Linked DNA regions of Mus musculus: region 2 is linked to region 1. A link is a contact called in public promoter capture Hi-C data. All regions are on one chromosome and are shown on one strand. Each heading gives the region's core, a stretch centred on a gene start, on an enhancer-like site or on the middle of the called end of the contact. The rest is flanking DNA. Distances are from core to core; before and after follow the strand shown. Region 1 holds the start of Map3k21 (mitogen-activated protein kinase kinase kinase 21). Region 2 holds the start of Slc35f3 (solute carrier family 35, member F3).

The links. Promoter capture Hi-C pulls out the DNA fragments that hold promoters and counts their contacts.
Region 2: a contact with region 1 is called in a promoter capture Hi-C map of embryonic stem cells, with 4 times the contacts expected there. The contact joins the promoter of Slc35f3 here to the promoter of Map3k21 in region 1. A contact is called at or near these places in 6 of 39 promoter capture datasets (embryonic stem cells, hippocampal neurons, maxillary cranial neural crest and 1 more), 1 of 115 datasets of contacts at active chromatin or transcription factors (embryonic stem cells) and 2 of 9 other capture datasets (liver and pancreatic islet).

Annotation. Positions count from the first base shown.
Region 1 is chr8:125,907,757-125,915,036 of GRCm38.p6, reverse strand. Map3k21 (mitogen-activated protein kinase kinase kinase 21) reads right to left here and starts at 4,587. Exons shown (of 10, transcript NM_145608.2): 1 at 3,604-4,587. The coding sequence starts at 4,360. It overlaps A730098A19Rik (RIKEN cDNA A730098A19 gene), which reads right to left. Exons shown (of 2, transcript NR_155422.1): 2 at 6,893-7,280.
Region 2 is chr8:126,135,873-126,143,152 of GRCm38.p6, reverse strand. Slc35f3 (solute carrier family 35, member F3) reads right to left here and starts at 4,028. Exons shown (of 8, transcript NM_001363500.1): 1 at 3,978-4,028; 2 at 3,410-3,639. The coding sequence starts at 3,635.

The DNA.
Region 1 (7,280 bases), core at 3,338-5,837:
CATACTCCCACATGTGGCACACACACACAAATACACACAGGAGACACATAGGGCACACACATACACATAGCAAACACATGGCACAGCAAACACACACATGCACAGACACTAGGCAAATACTAACAAACATACAGTGCACACACATACACTCATACACATCACACACACACACACACACACACACACGCACGCACGCACGCACGCACACGCACACTGCAAGTTTGGCTTGACTTTCAGTAGCTGTCTGTCAGAAAGGGCAAAGTTGTCTGAGTCACCGGTGCTTTATCACAGACAAGTCCCCAAGAAGTAAGAGTTAAAAAAACTAGAAAAGAAAAATCTATCAAAAGGTGCAGAATCTTCCTACAAATTCAAGCATTTGTTCTAACAGTAATTCCCACCGACTGGGAGTCAGCCCTCCCCCACTGCCCACTGTCACGTGGGTTGGATGCAGCGTGGAATAAGCTCAATATTGACTCAAAGCCCTGTTTACAGCTAGTAATTCATGTCTGCCGTCAGCAAATAACACAGTCGAACCCAACCTGCCGAAACCGTGTCACTACGCTGCACAGTCAGAGAGAAGGTACAGCCACACACCACAGAGGGAATTCCAAAACCTTCCACTATTCACAAGCAGACATGGAGGACAGAGCCTTGTGCAGCTCGGCTCCTGATGTGAACACGGTAAACTACATAGTCACTCAAATATCTCACGTCATTCTAATTAACTAATTAAACTTGTGGAGGTAACCCAGCAAATCCTTGGCCAAGCTAGTATCTAGCCAACAAATCCATTTAGAGTGCTGGTTTCTTTTTTAAGTGTGTGTGTGTGTGTGTGTGTGTGTGTGTGTGTGTGTGTTTATGGGGTGCTGGAGATGAAGGGGCCCCCATGCTAAGAAAGCACTGTAGGAACTGTGATAATAACATTGTAAAATAAAGGAAATCTAGTCTGTCTTTGAAGAAATTAAAAGAACCCCAGAAAGTTGGGCTACTTGTCCTGAGGGTGAAAAGATTTCCAAAAGCTAACGTAGGAGGGAACTGCCAATAAAAGACCAAGAATCTCCCAGACAGGCAGTGTCTCGTGTTGGCGGGATCAACAGAAACCGTTTTACTAGTCTTATTTTACAAACCATTTACAGATAAAAGGAACTCTTTAAAAGATCACCTTTCACGCGCAAGCATACAGCGGGACCCCCAAGCCCTCCTGGGCTCTACACATACCTAGCAAACAAGCACTGCTTGTGGACATGTGATGCGGCCCTCGGGATGCACTGAGCAGGAAGAGGGAGGTAGCTCAGACAGGATAGTATAGCTCTTGCCTGCAAGCATGCACGCCCAGGAGAGAGTTCTAGAACCCACATGCAAAAAGGCAGGAATGCTGGCACGTGCTTGTAATCCCAGGGCTGAGGAAGAGACAGGTGAAATCCTGGGGCTTCCTAGCCACCCAGCCTCGCCTTGTATAAGTTCCTAGGTCAGAGATTCTGTCTCAGTCAGAGGTGAAAGGCACTGGAGGAACAAAGGAGTTCTGAGGTTGTCCTCTGGTCTCCACACATGTGTGTGCTTGCAACTGCACACACACACACACACACACACACACACACACACACACACACACACACCAGACTGGGTGCAATGCCAAAGCAGTATCAGTGGCCTTGAACCTTTGTTGCAAGGAGTGATGTGTCATAAGCATTAGTTTTGGCAGGATTAATTTGAAGAATGCCAGGTTCTGTGTTATCCTGAAGCTCCTGCAGAGGAGGGCCTGGTGTGACGTGCTGTCCTGTCTGGGGGCCGTCTACCTGTCCTTCAGAAGAAGCCTCGAGCACTCAGGTTTGCAAGGCAAGTGGAGGCTCACCGTGTCCTGTGGCAGCAGGCTACCTACATAGTGCTCTCAGTGACAACATACTTTAGGAAATAAGGACAAGTAGTGGGAACTAGCAAATATGAAGTATGTACATAAATACGCTCCTTAAAGATCATGCCATGGTGCAAAAGAATGGCTTGGTCAGAAAAGAGCTTGTTCTACAAGCACAAGGACAGAACCTGGGTTCCATCTTTAGGACTCACATCAAAAGTCTGGCTTGGCAGGCAGCACACTCTTAGGATCCCAGTAGTGGGGAGGCCCAGGTGGGAGAGCCCATGGGACTCAATGGCCTCCCTGCCTAGCCAAATCTGGTGAATTCCAGGAATGTGAGAAACTGTTTCAATAAAGAGGCCCGGAGGAAGGTACACTCAGGGTTTACCTCAGGCCTTCGAACAAAGGAACACCCACCTACCCTCACACATGTGCACCTGGACACACGTGAATACATACACACAAAAGAAAGACATGCTGTGTATTAAGTATGACAGAACCCTCAAGGCAAACCACTTCAGGAGTCCCATGCAGTCAGCTGGAGACACGTGGTGTCAAGGCAAGCTTCCCTAGGCTTGTGGCTCATGGCTGGAGCAGCTGAGGCCTAAATGAGGTGGACTGGGGGAGGGGTGGAGAGCCATCCTGTGCTCACCCACAGCTGCAACCTCCCAGTTATTCATAATTTGCATAATGGAGAGAATGCTTTTTATCTTTCAGGTGCATTTCTGTACTGAAGGATTTTGACAGCCAGAGGGAATATGTGCCAGCATATAAAGTACCGCTTACTGCCCTGGCTGCTGGCTGCTGGCTACTGTCTTTCTGCTCTCCGAAGACACTGAGGTCCTTCCAGCTAGCTCCTGTCCTAGCAAGTTTAGGATGACTGAGGGGTTTGCAACTGTGCCTGGTCAGCACCAGCTTTGGCTGAATCCTTTAGACTTGCAAGAGATTCCATTTCACTCTGGGGAGGGGAAGGCTCTCCAGTAGTGGAGAGCAACTGCAAACAGCAATCCTGGACTCCAGCTCTCTTAGACGTTCATGCTGATGGTTTGTGTTTAGATTGCATGGGAGCTCCCTGCTAATGCCTGGAAAGTCCACTCTGACTTCCAGATCAGGCGACTGACACAACCTGATATTTCCAGTACCGTACAGGATCCGTGCACTTGTTCTCGGCCCAAATGGGTGCTTTCCAATGTGCAGAAAAGATTTCTCCTAACAGTACAGTCATGTTTCAGAGACAGAGACTTCTGACCCGTAAGGAAAGACCAAGGGCAAGAAGCCATGTTCACAGTGAACATGGTTTGGGGTGGGTGGTGGGGTAGAGCTCAGCGGCAGAATGCCTGCTTGGAATGCGTGAAGCCCAGCTTTTGCAGAGCGTACCAGGAGAAAAGAATTAGAAACTTTAATAAGACACTTGTAAAGTGGAAGGAAATGACTGACGGAGTGCAGGTAATGTGGCCACCAGGCTAAACATGCTCTGTTTAAGGCCAGGGCTGGTAAAGTCCCGTGCAAGCGTATTGGGAGACCTACACAGATTATATGTGTAGTGTCCGATAGGTCCGGAGAGTAAAAAAAAATTTATCTACAAGCTCCTGACCCTGTCTTTTAAAGGGGTGCTCACAGGTAATAACGCCAGGGTAAGTACGAACTTCCCTAAAGCAAGTTAACCAGAGCCTGTCTTCCCACTCTGTGTCAGAGCCAGACCCCTCTCTTGGCTCCTGGAACCTAATTCCCTTGGGGCTAGCCTCACTTACTGTTGCTGGACTTGAGGTCACGGTGCAGGATGGGCACCACCGCCTCCTCGTGCAGGTACAGCATGCCGCGGGCGATCTGCACCGCCCAGTTGACCAGAACCTGTGGGGGGATGCGGCGCGCGCGGCGGGGGCCGGGCGCTCGCGGATCCGATGCTGCCGCCGCCAGCGCGCGGTTGAGCGCGCCGCCACGCGCGAACTCCAGCACCAGGCAGAGGTGCGGCTGCCGCAGGCACACACCCCGCAGCTGGATGATGTTGGGGTGCCGCAGCATAGCGAAGAGCCGCGCCTCGCGCCGTACGCTCTCGGCCGCCGCCGCCGCGTCCTGCTCCGGGTCCCGGCGCGCCGCCTTCACCGCCACCTCCTGGCCCTGCCAGGTGGCGCGGTACACCTGACCGAAGCCGCCGGCGCCGATCAGCTCCTTGAGCTCCAGGCGCTCGAAGTCTACGTGCACAGGCGAGCAGGGTCTCGGCGGGGGCGGCGCCGGCGGCGGCACCGGGCCACAGGGCGCCACGTAGCTGGCCGGAAAGATGCCCAGGCGCCGCTGCACTTGGCCGGCCCACCAGCCCTCGTCTCCTGACACCGCGGCGTCCTGCGACAGTACCTCGACCAGCTGACCGCGCCTCAGGCTCAGCTCGTCCTCACCGCGCGCTTCGTAATCATAAAGCGCGGCCCACATCCCGGAGGAGGTACTCCCCGAGTCGTCCCGGGCCGGGGACAGCGGCGTGTCAGCCGTGCCCTCGGCTACAGGTAGAGCCATAGGGGCGATTGAGAGGTCGCTAGTGGACCAAGTGCGACAGCCACAACCTCAGCTTTCCGGGTCTCCAGCGACGCGTATCATCGGTCCGAGCTAACAGGGAAGGGTGCAGGGCTGGAGCAGGACTACAGAGGTTACGACCACTGCCCGGGGGCTCTGACCTCTGCTCTGCCTCCAGTTTGGCTAGTTCTTCCCCGCAGCCGCTAGCGCGGACAACCGGTGGCGGTGCTGGACCTGCTTAGACTTACGCGCGCTCCCCAGAAGTCGCCCCCACCCTCAGCCCCTCCTCCTTGGCCACTCCACCCTCCAGGTCCTTTCCCCTTGGCACTAGCTCTGGCCCCGCCGGGTTCGTTACCCCTGGGTTCCACCCTCCATTAGTCCCTCCCTAGTGCCAGTCCCGCCCTCCAGGTTCTTTAACCCCTAGAACTCTCTCTGAGTCTAACCTGAACCTGAGTCTCCTGTGCCCGACACGCCCCCAGCAAACCCATTCCGCCAGGTTGGCGTTTCTGCCCCTGTAATTTTGCTTTGCCGAGATTCGTCCTCCCTCCAAGTCTTCCTGGTTCCACCCCTGGTGCCCGCCCTTTCCCAAGTTCATTCTCTAAGTTCATTGGTGCTCCTGGATCCACACCTCTAGGTCCATTTACTTCGCGCTGGGGCAGTCTTCTTAGGCCCACTCTCTGCTCTGAGTTCATAAGGACCACCTTCTTTTGATCTCCTGGATCTGTCCCACCCGTTCCAAATCCATTACTCAAGGTCCCTTACTGACGATCCTCTAAACAGCCGGGTCCCCTCGACCGCCCTTCGGGGACCGCCTCCGCTTTCTAGGTCCATTCTGACCCCGCCCCCAGACTGTCAGCCTTTTCACCTCCACGCGTGACCTATTCTGAGCCCGCCCTCTGGCGTCTCCACTACACCTCAGGCGCCCTCTTGGCCTCGATGGCGGAGTAAGCCTGGGGCCACTTAAAGTTTTCCAGAAAGTTAAAGAGAGAGATCATGGTGCTCGAAGATGGTTGGACTCCTCAGTGAAAAGAGAGAGGAGATGGAGAGAAGAGGACCCTGGAGCTCTAGATGTAAAGTGACAGACCATCCCAGCAACAGATAGACGTTCGGATCCTGGAGCGCGGTTCCAGACAGAGGTCTAGTGTGCTTGATCTCACCGGACTGCAGGCATGGAAAGTCTCCAGGTTACAGACATAGGGAACCACAGTCTCATAACCCCGAAAGCTGGCGCGTTCCTGTGCCTACAGTGCTCCGATGTCAGGAATCCCCAGGTCCCGTCTAACCCTGTGTACCCTCAGACTCCGATGTAGACTACCTTGGAGGCACCTATGAGCTACAGGTTGCCAGGGTGACACAACTGATGAAGCTTTAAAAAGTAGAGAATACAGTTGCAAAATTGGTTCACGACACCAGAACACAACGTGTGCTAAGCCTGAGCGTCCTGGCCGGTGTAGGATGCTCCTAACACGAGAGCACATAAGGAGGTTTTGTTTTGCTTCGGCTCTTTGCCGTTTTGTTTGTTCGCAGTGTCTAAATTTGCTCATCTGTAAAACGGTAACCTCGCGTGGTAGCTGAGAAGAGCCTGGAGGGTGTTTGTTGAATAATAATTCACACCAATATTAATACTTTTTATTTTGAGGCAGAGTTTTGTCCGGCTGCCTATGCTGACCTTGTACATACTTTAGAACACAGGTTTGCCGGGAACTCAGAACAGTGAGCTCTCAGCCTCCTGAAGGCTGGGATTATGAGTGTGCGCCATCAGCCAAGCCTGGCACTCCCTGATAGAGCAAGCAGATGTCTGCCAGCACCCCTTTCATTAACATATTTTCTGGCTTTTCTATTCTTATAACTATTCTTATAATTGTTATTGTGTCTGTTTCGGAGTCTTCCAGGCTCTGCCCAAAAGCTACATAGTAGCCTACAAGGTGTAAGCCATCCTGGCCTATAAGGACTGCTCAGCTCCCGCTCTCTCTCTCTCTCTCTCTCTCTCCCTCCCTCCCTTCCTCCCTCCCTCCTTCCCTCTCTCACCATCTCCTATTTCCTCTCTCTCCAGCATGTTCCCCACTGACCTCTTCCTCTCTCTGTCCTTCTCTGTCCCCCTTGCTCTGCCTCTACCCCTTTTTCAGGTCTCCTTCCCTTCCTATCCACAAACCTTCTTCATACTAGGTCTGTCCTATGGCTTGATTGTTCAGGGAGATACCCTTGCCTGCTCCCTCCTGACGAATTATACCTGGGTTCATAAAACACAATAGTGTGTGTGTGTGTGTACACGTGTGTGTGTGTGTGTGTGTGTGTGTGTGTGTGTGTGTGTGTGTACACGTGTGTGTGCGTGCATGCACGTGCGAGAGCCCAGGAGTGGAGACTGGAAAAGGACATCTGGTGTTGCCTTTCTCAGTTGTACACTTTTGAGATAAAATCTCTCACTGAACCTGGAGCCAGGTTGGCAGTCAGCAAGCCCTTGGGAGGCTCTCTCCTCCCATGGTACAGAGATGCTCTCTCCTCCCATGATACAGAGATGGCTACACCATGGTTTTTATCTGGGTTTTTTTATTTGGATCCAAACCCAAATCTTCATGCTTTTGCAGCAAATGCCTGGACCCACCGAGCCATCTCTCCAGTTCTAACTTTTCCATTTTTCTAATATTTACACTATTATTGGCTTTTGCTTCTGACATATAATATGGATTTCCCCCTGCAAGCAATGAAGTCAAGACTCACATGATTAAGTTTAATGTGAACCAGCTTGAAAGGAAAAGCTTGTGAAATGATACCAAAATAATAATAATAATAATAATAATAATGGTCATGCTAAAAGTCCGAGGGCACAGGTTTCCAAGAAAAAACTCAGAGGGTGTAGGCTGAGAAGTGTCTTCACCCTCCTCCGCAGCCAGCTTCCACTTTTGTTTCTTGTCTGATAGGAACT
Region 2 (7,280 bases), core at 2,779-5,278, 230 kb before region 1:
CTCTTTGGAGCGTTTCAGAGCAGGCACTTTGTGAGGAGACCCAGAAGAGACTTCTGCACAGTGAGGCATGAGCTCATTCTGCACAAAGCTATTCCTAAAAAGTGTTTCTATTAGGAAAGTGTTTGAGAGTGCACAAGCCATTCAGAAGCCATTAGGGGAACCCATGACAAAGTGGAACGTTCCTGCTCAGAGTAAGTGCTAGCTCTTAGCTCCTCCTGCACTGGCCTGCACTGGCCTGACTGTAGCTGCTGTAAGGCAGGCCATGTCGTTGCTGCTTTGGATAAAGGGCCACCCACGCTGGAGCTCCATCTCCCACTGCCTGGCTCTGTGTTCTGTCATGGGACGAGTCTCCCCAAAGTACCTACTAAGTGAAGAAGCACCAGGAAATATCTCAAGATGTGCTGTTTCCCTGGGCAGAGAGGCCACTGGTTTGCAACCATGCTGTGCTGCAAGCCGTCTGTCCACATACACATGGGGACTTCCAACCTGTGGGTCCCTTCTTCCTATCTAAACTCTCTCCCAATCCATGTCTACCTCAGGGAAGGAAGCAAAGTGAACTGGGTGAAGGCGTGCCAGTTCCTCATCTTCCTCAGCTCTGGCCTGAGGAAGGGAGGCAAGGATGTTGTTAAGAGGCGAAGTACTCGCTACAAACTATCATCAACTTAGGGCAAGTAGATGAATCATGAGTACAGCAGGAGCATCTGCTCCATGGAGACTTTAGAAGACTGATTATTATGATGTGACCCAACACAAAACCCCAAAGGATGGTCCTAGAGGACAGGGGAGGAGAAGGGAACTCAGAAGGCATAGGTACTCCTTGATCATGGCCTGCTTGGTGTGCAAACCTTAGGGCTTGAGTAACTAAGTACTTCAGAACCAAAGGCTCGCCCTGCAGAGGACATCTGGCGGTGCCTAAAAATGTTCTGGTTGTCAACTGGGGGAGGAGTGGCAATCTACTGCCATCCAATGAGCAGAGGCCAGGGATACTGCTCAATGCTGCGCAGACCCCACACAACAAAGAACGACCTAGAAAAACATCAACAGTGCCAAGATCCAACGGTTTAGGGTTAAAGGAAAGCTCGGCATCCAGAGTTCTGGAGCTCCTCTGGTGAAGTGTTTCTCTTGGAAGCACTGAAGCCTGAGTCCAATCCCCAGAACCTGCATAAAAAAGCAGGGTGTGATGTCACCTGTCTGAAATCCCAGCACTGGAGAGGTGGAAACAGGGGCTTGGCGGAGACTTGCTGGCTAGTCGGCCCAGACGACTCAGCAAATTCCAGGTTTGTGTGACTTGAAGAATGACACTCAAGGTTGCCCTCTGGCCTGTGCACACAGGTATATACACACACACACACACACACGCACATACACACACATGCATGCACACACACACACACACACACACACACACACACACACACTTTACCTTGTAATCACTGTCTCGTCTAGTTGGTTGAGTTCATGAATTAGGCAACAAACTAAGCAATGGCCTGGTGGCCCAGATGGATATACCTCTGTTATTATTTTTGGATCTGGGTAGAAATGGCAAACATCAGCGCTCTGGCCTAACCCCTCTCCTGCTGCATGAATAAAACATCAGAGCCTCTAAATTTAAACTTAAAGCCAATTAATTCATCAGAATGTCACTTGTCACCTAAAGCATTTTAGTAGCGAGGAAATACCTTGGAAGAAGAAAGAATCCTCACAAGGAGAGGATAAATGGAGTGAGGATTTTGTTCACAGGGCAGCAAACACTGGAGCCTTGGTTTCTCCTAGTTATTCCTTCAGAGAAGCCTCTGAAAGATGGTGTTTATAATATTGCTGGTGTCACAAGTGACTTGTGTTCCATGTGGCCCTTCCTAGGTCTTACTACAAAGTATGTTGGAGTCTTTATAATAGAGTCTCCTTGCCCAAAAGCTGCTCACCAGCTCCCCCACAAATCACAAGCCTCAGCACAAGAGCACAGAGCCAGCCACGAAGGGAATCATAAAAATAAACCTTATCCTGACTTCGGAGCCGAGAGATGACTTCCCGAAGCCTGTAATTTACAGCGTCGTCTTCATTATAAATGCAGAGAACTGAGACACAGATCACAGAATATTTATTTTCTAACTGAAGTTTGCAAAGCAGGAAATCTGGGGGATCCCCTCCACACCCTCAGGAAAGCTAGGTTCTGAAAGGTTCCGATTCTTGCTACCCTTTGCTCAGTGGCTTTCAGTGACAGACAGCTTCCTTTTGCAATGAAAAGTCAAACCGTGTGGCAGAATCAAAGATGCGGGGTGTTCAGGGGGGATATGGGCATATCAGAAAGCTTTGTACTAGGTTACATACAATCACCACAGACCTTTAATCTCAAATCGGGCCATTGAAATCAAACACTCAAATACCATGCCCTTTATTACAAATAGCAACACAAGACCAAAGCCAACTGCTTGGACTTGAAGGTGTTAAGAATAATTCATGTAAAGACAAGCTCTTACTGGTAAATATCATCAAATTATAAAACAAATGTCTAGTGTTTCCCCTTAAGGGAAAACCAATACATTGTGTTGTAATTCCAAGCAACAAAAGGTTAAAAAATATCTTTCAGAATTATCAAGCTGTTGGTCTAGACTTTCTTACAAATGAATGAGTCATGCTTCCTTCTCAGACCCACCGAAGGAGTGAGCTGCAATCTTTTCCCAGTGTCTAACTACAGAGGCATAACTCGGGACCCTGGTAATATCTCAAACAATATCTTGAGTTTGTATTGGCAAATCTCTACCTTCCAAAGAAAACAAAATAGATGTCAGCAAGTCAGTCCTGCCTGCACAGGTAGTTTCTTCATGCCTCACCATTGCAGCCAAGGTCATCAGCTGAGGCTCAGGGTGAAGTCTGAGGTACCCCAACCTGGCCCCAAGAACTCATCTTCCGGAAACTCAAATACCTAGAAAGATCTGAACAAAATCCTCTCGCTTAGGACCCATACAATCCTAAACCAAAGAGACGGAGCTAGATCCAATGAATCTTTATCACTTCTCCTGAGAGATTAATTAAATTCCAGGCCCAAGGGCTGAGTTCTCCTGAGCTAACTGCACCAGGATCCAATGAGAAACCCACACAGACCAGTTCTCTGAAGCAGCTCTCACTGATAGACACAACAGGCTTACCCTCAGAATCACTCAGAAGTGGACACAGGTCAGGGAGGTGTCAGAGAAAATGTAACACAAAGCCCCCTCCCCCTCTCTCCCTCCCACCTCCACCTCTGCTTTCAGGACTTGAGAAACGCCTCCAGGCCTCTTCATCAAAGTTGCCTATCTGCATGTAGAAGAGAGGGTTCAGTGAACCATCCCTGTGCGCTTCCCTGGTAGCTGTGTCTCTGGCAGGGAGACCACTAGTGGGCAAGGGAATTACGGGGGAGGGGGGGTCTTACTTTTGTAGCTGGTCGCCCAGGGCTGGTAGCCATAGTAGCCTGTGATGCGCAGGATCCGCTCCTCGATGGATGTGAGTCCCACCGGTCCACTGGTGAGATCCTCCACAGAGCGAGACCATTTCAGATCCTCCTTGATCGCCTCATCCACCACCAAGTACTTGAGCTGCCGGAGCTGAGGACTGATGTCGGACAGTCTCCGCGGGCTGACGTCCGGTGACCTCCTCATGCCACTGAGGCCGCGGGAAGGCGGGATGAGTCAAGGGCAGAGAGGAGGAGATGTCAGTGAGGACTGGTGAGGACCCACGGCTACTCCCCTCGCGTTGCTTGCCATGTGCCCTGCTCCCAGGAACCTCGGCGTCGGGTCCCGCGCCCTACTCTGGGCGCCTCTGGCAACGTGAGCTAGGGCGAGTGGCCCGGAGATGCTGCTGAAACTTCCCAAGCTCCGCCACACACGACCGTCCCTCTGTCCCTCCCTCCCACCAGGAGAGCAGCAGTGCGGGTTAGGCAGGGTCGCGGATGCCCGGGGGCTACCTGCCTGCTGCCCTCCCGCGCCTGCAGCTCTACTCACACAGCAATGCTCTTGGTCCTGGAAGCGCCGCCGGGAAACTCTCGGATCCCCATGGGCGGCGGCAGCGAGTGGCCCGGGGCGCCCAGGCTGGAGCCGAGGGGAGCCGCGGCCGGAGCTCCCGGCAGCCGCCACAAAGGTCTGGACGCCCGTAGGTCGCCCGCGCCCGCTGCCCGGAGCCGGTGGCAGAACAGCGCCGCGCCCCTTGCCTGCCACCGCCGGCGCCCTAGTACTCGCGGTCACGGACGCCCAGGCTCCGGAGAGCGCGCCCGGTAGTGCGCTCCGGAGCCACCGGGACGCGAGGCTGTGGCGGCCTCGGCGCGCGTGGACCTGGCGGGGACGCGCGTTCAGATCCTCGCAGCCCGGAGTGTGCCAGGCTCCGCAAGCTCTGCAACCTTAGGGCGCGGGACCTGTCACGGTCCTGGCGTTCTGGTTTCGACACGTGAGTCTCTCGGTCTTTCCCCCCAACACCCACCCCAAACACAAACGCGCGCGCGCCACCCCAAAGAGCGCTGCTACTACGAAAGCAAACAGCAAACTAACCTGGCATTTCACAGTGCACACTAAGTGGCTTATTTAGAATAGGTGGCAATTGATTTGCTGGATCAAGCCCAGTCCTCAGCTCACACAGCTCAAGGAAAAGGGCACTAACTGCTTCAGTGCCCTCTACAGAGACTGTCGTCCTACCTAGCTTCCGATCAGTTTTTGTGTCTTGTTCCTAAGCCATTCTAGACCTCCAAATCACCCTCCATACTGCTCTTCTGCACTGAGCGCAAAGTCAGAAAATACGCAGATATATAAGAGAAGAAAAATAGCCTTATCACGTCCCGAAAGGTTACTATGAATTATAGCTAGATTCTATTCCAACATTTTTCTGAGTGTGAGATACATTTCCCCCAAGAGATCAAACCGCCTGCGCTACTTTATGTATTACTTTAGGAAAAGATATATTGTTCCTCCGAGAACTGGGAATAGAATAGAACTCACTTCCTCAACTTGCTGAACTTGCTGAAACCTGCTGCAAACAGGTAAGAAACTCCAGTTTTCCTGCTGGGAGACAACCTAGGGCTTCCTACCTTTGCTGTGCCTCTACAACATCTTACCGGCAGTCCTAGACAATTAAATTACACAAGAAAGGGAAGACGATGGCTGCTACATAGGAAGAAGTGAAAGAAAAAATGAAGTTGTCTTCCTAGATGACAGCCAAGCAGATCTGGAAAGTCTCAGAGCTGACCAAAACAAAAAACAAAAAAACTTCGGAATTAATAACTGTGATGTCAATCTTGATTGTCTGTCGATTTGATGTTAGAATTACCATGGAAACAAACCTTTGGGCATGTCTATGAGGGAGTTTTCAGATATGGGCAGCATCATTCCATGGGCTGGGTCCTGGCCTGATTAAAAAGGAGAAAATGAGCTGAGCATTTGTGTTCATCTTTCTCTGCTTCCTGTCTGTGGATACCTCGTGACCAGCTGCTTTTGTCTGTGGATACCATGTGACCAGCTGCTTCTGTCTGTTGACACTATGTGCCCGATGCCCTGTGGCTACCTCGTGACCAGCTGCCTCAGGCTCCCTCCACCAGGTCTTTTTTTTTTTTTTTTTTTTTTTTTTTTTTTTTTTTTTTACCACAATGGACTGAGTGTATTTTTAAACTGTGATCCAAAATAAATCCTTCTTCCTTGAGTTGCTTTTGTCTCGTATTTTGCCATAGTTACATGAAGTAACACAATAACTGGTGTTTTAAAAGGCTGAAAGATTCAAGGATAATGTACAAAACTTAACCACTTTCCTATCTGTCTACAATGGACAACTGGAATTTGAAACAAAAACAAAAACACAGTACTGTTTACAGGATCCTAAAAGTGTGGCTAATTACAAAATCAAGTGAAAGAAATGAAATTCAAATTGAACGCATTGTTAGTAACCAAGGTATCTTTGAACCTCAATGTATACATATTCTTGTCTCAAGACTCTGCCTTGGGTTTCTGGGTCAGTGATGGAAAGGACCAGGTGGCAGCTCCATCTGGGTTCCTTGGCACTTTGTTCATCTTTTAGTGACTTCAGGGTTGGGACCAAGACAGTGACAGCCAGACATTCCAGGAGCATCCGGTGTCAGAAACAATTATAGTCATTACCTGAAGGAGGTCAGGAGTTTAACATTTTCTATTCATAATAAATCTCAATGATTACACTCATCTGCGTGAACACAGTTTTGTGAGTCAGACTAATCAATGCCATTGCCTAACAGGGAAGATAATCTGCATATATTATAGATTTCTACAGCCTTTTAAAAACAAAGATTATTTATTGTAATTTTATATGTGTGTTTGCCTACATGCGTGTAAATGCACAACATGCATGCAGGGCCCATGGATGTCAGAAGAAGGCCTCAGATCCTTTGTGGTTGGAGTGACAGACACTTGTCAGTTGCCATGTGGGCCCTGGGTATATAACCCAGGCCATCCATAAGAGCAGCAAACCACTGGCCATTGAAGCCATCACTTTAATACTCTATAGCTATTCTTCATACCAGTTAATAGAACTTTAACTCATAAGCTTTAAAACATGACTTTATTGGGATATGATCTTTTTCAGCATGAGAATGACTATTTTTTTTCTGGAAATGTCCAGGTGCCCCTGAAATGTTCAGAATATTTAGATACATGTCCATTTTAAAATTGAACTAAGTAAACATTTACTGAGGGCAGGGCCTGTGATGGGCTCTGGGAAGGAGACCAGAAACACTAATGAAGCAAATGTTTTCTCTCCTTGCTAAGCCTGCTGAACAATAAACATGTAAGTGAAGGCTTGTCACTGACCAATGACCACTGAAGGCTTGTCACTGACCAATGACCACTGAAGGCTTGTCACTGACCAATGACCCTTGCACTGCCTTGATCCTGGCACAGAGTCTCTAGAAGCCCAGCAGTTGTTTCCAAGTCACTACCTGTTACAGTAAATAATACTTGGGGGTTTCTACCCCACCTTAGACCCTTTGGTTTCCAAATAAAAGACGCAAAGCCTTTATCTTTATCATAAGCCTTAAAGCACTAGAGCTGGGCAGATATCAGTTCTCTGTGCTATTTTGTTTACTTCCCTATCAATAACCCAGAGATATCACTTGCCATGTCTCTCCAGGCCACTCCTACTCCAACAGGCCAGCCCTCATGGATGTGTGCTCATGATCCACCTACCCCATGGTGACTTCTTCCTTCTTCCTCTTTCTCTCCCGTAGTCTCTCCTCAGACCCTATGCCTGGGAACCAAAGCCTTGCCTACCTCTTTTTTGCCCAGCTACAGGCTGGT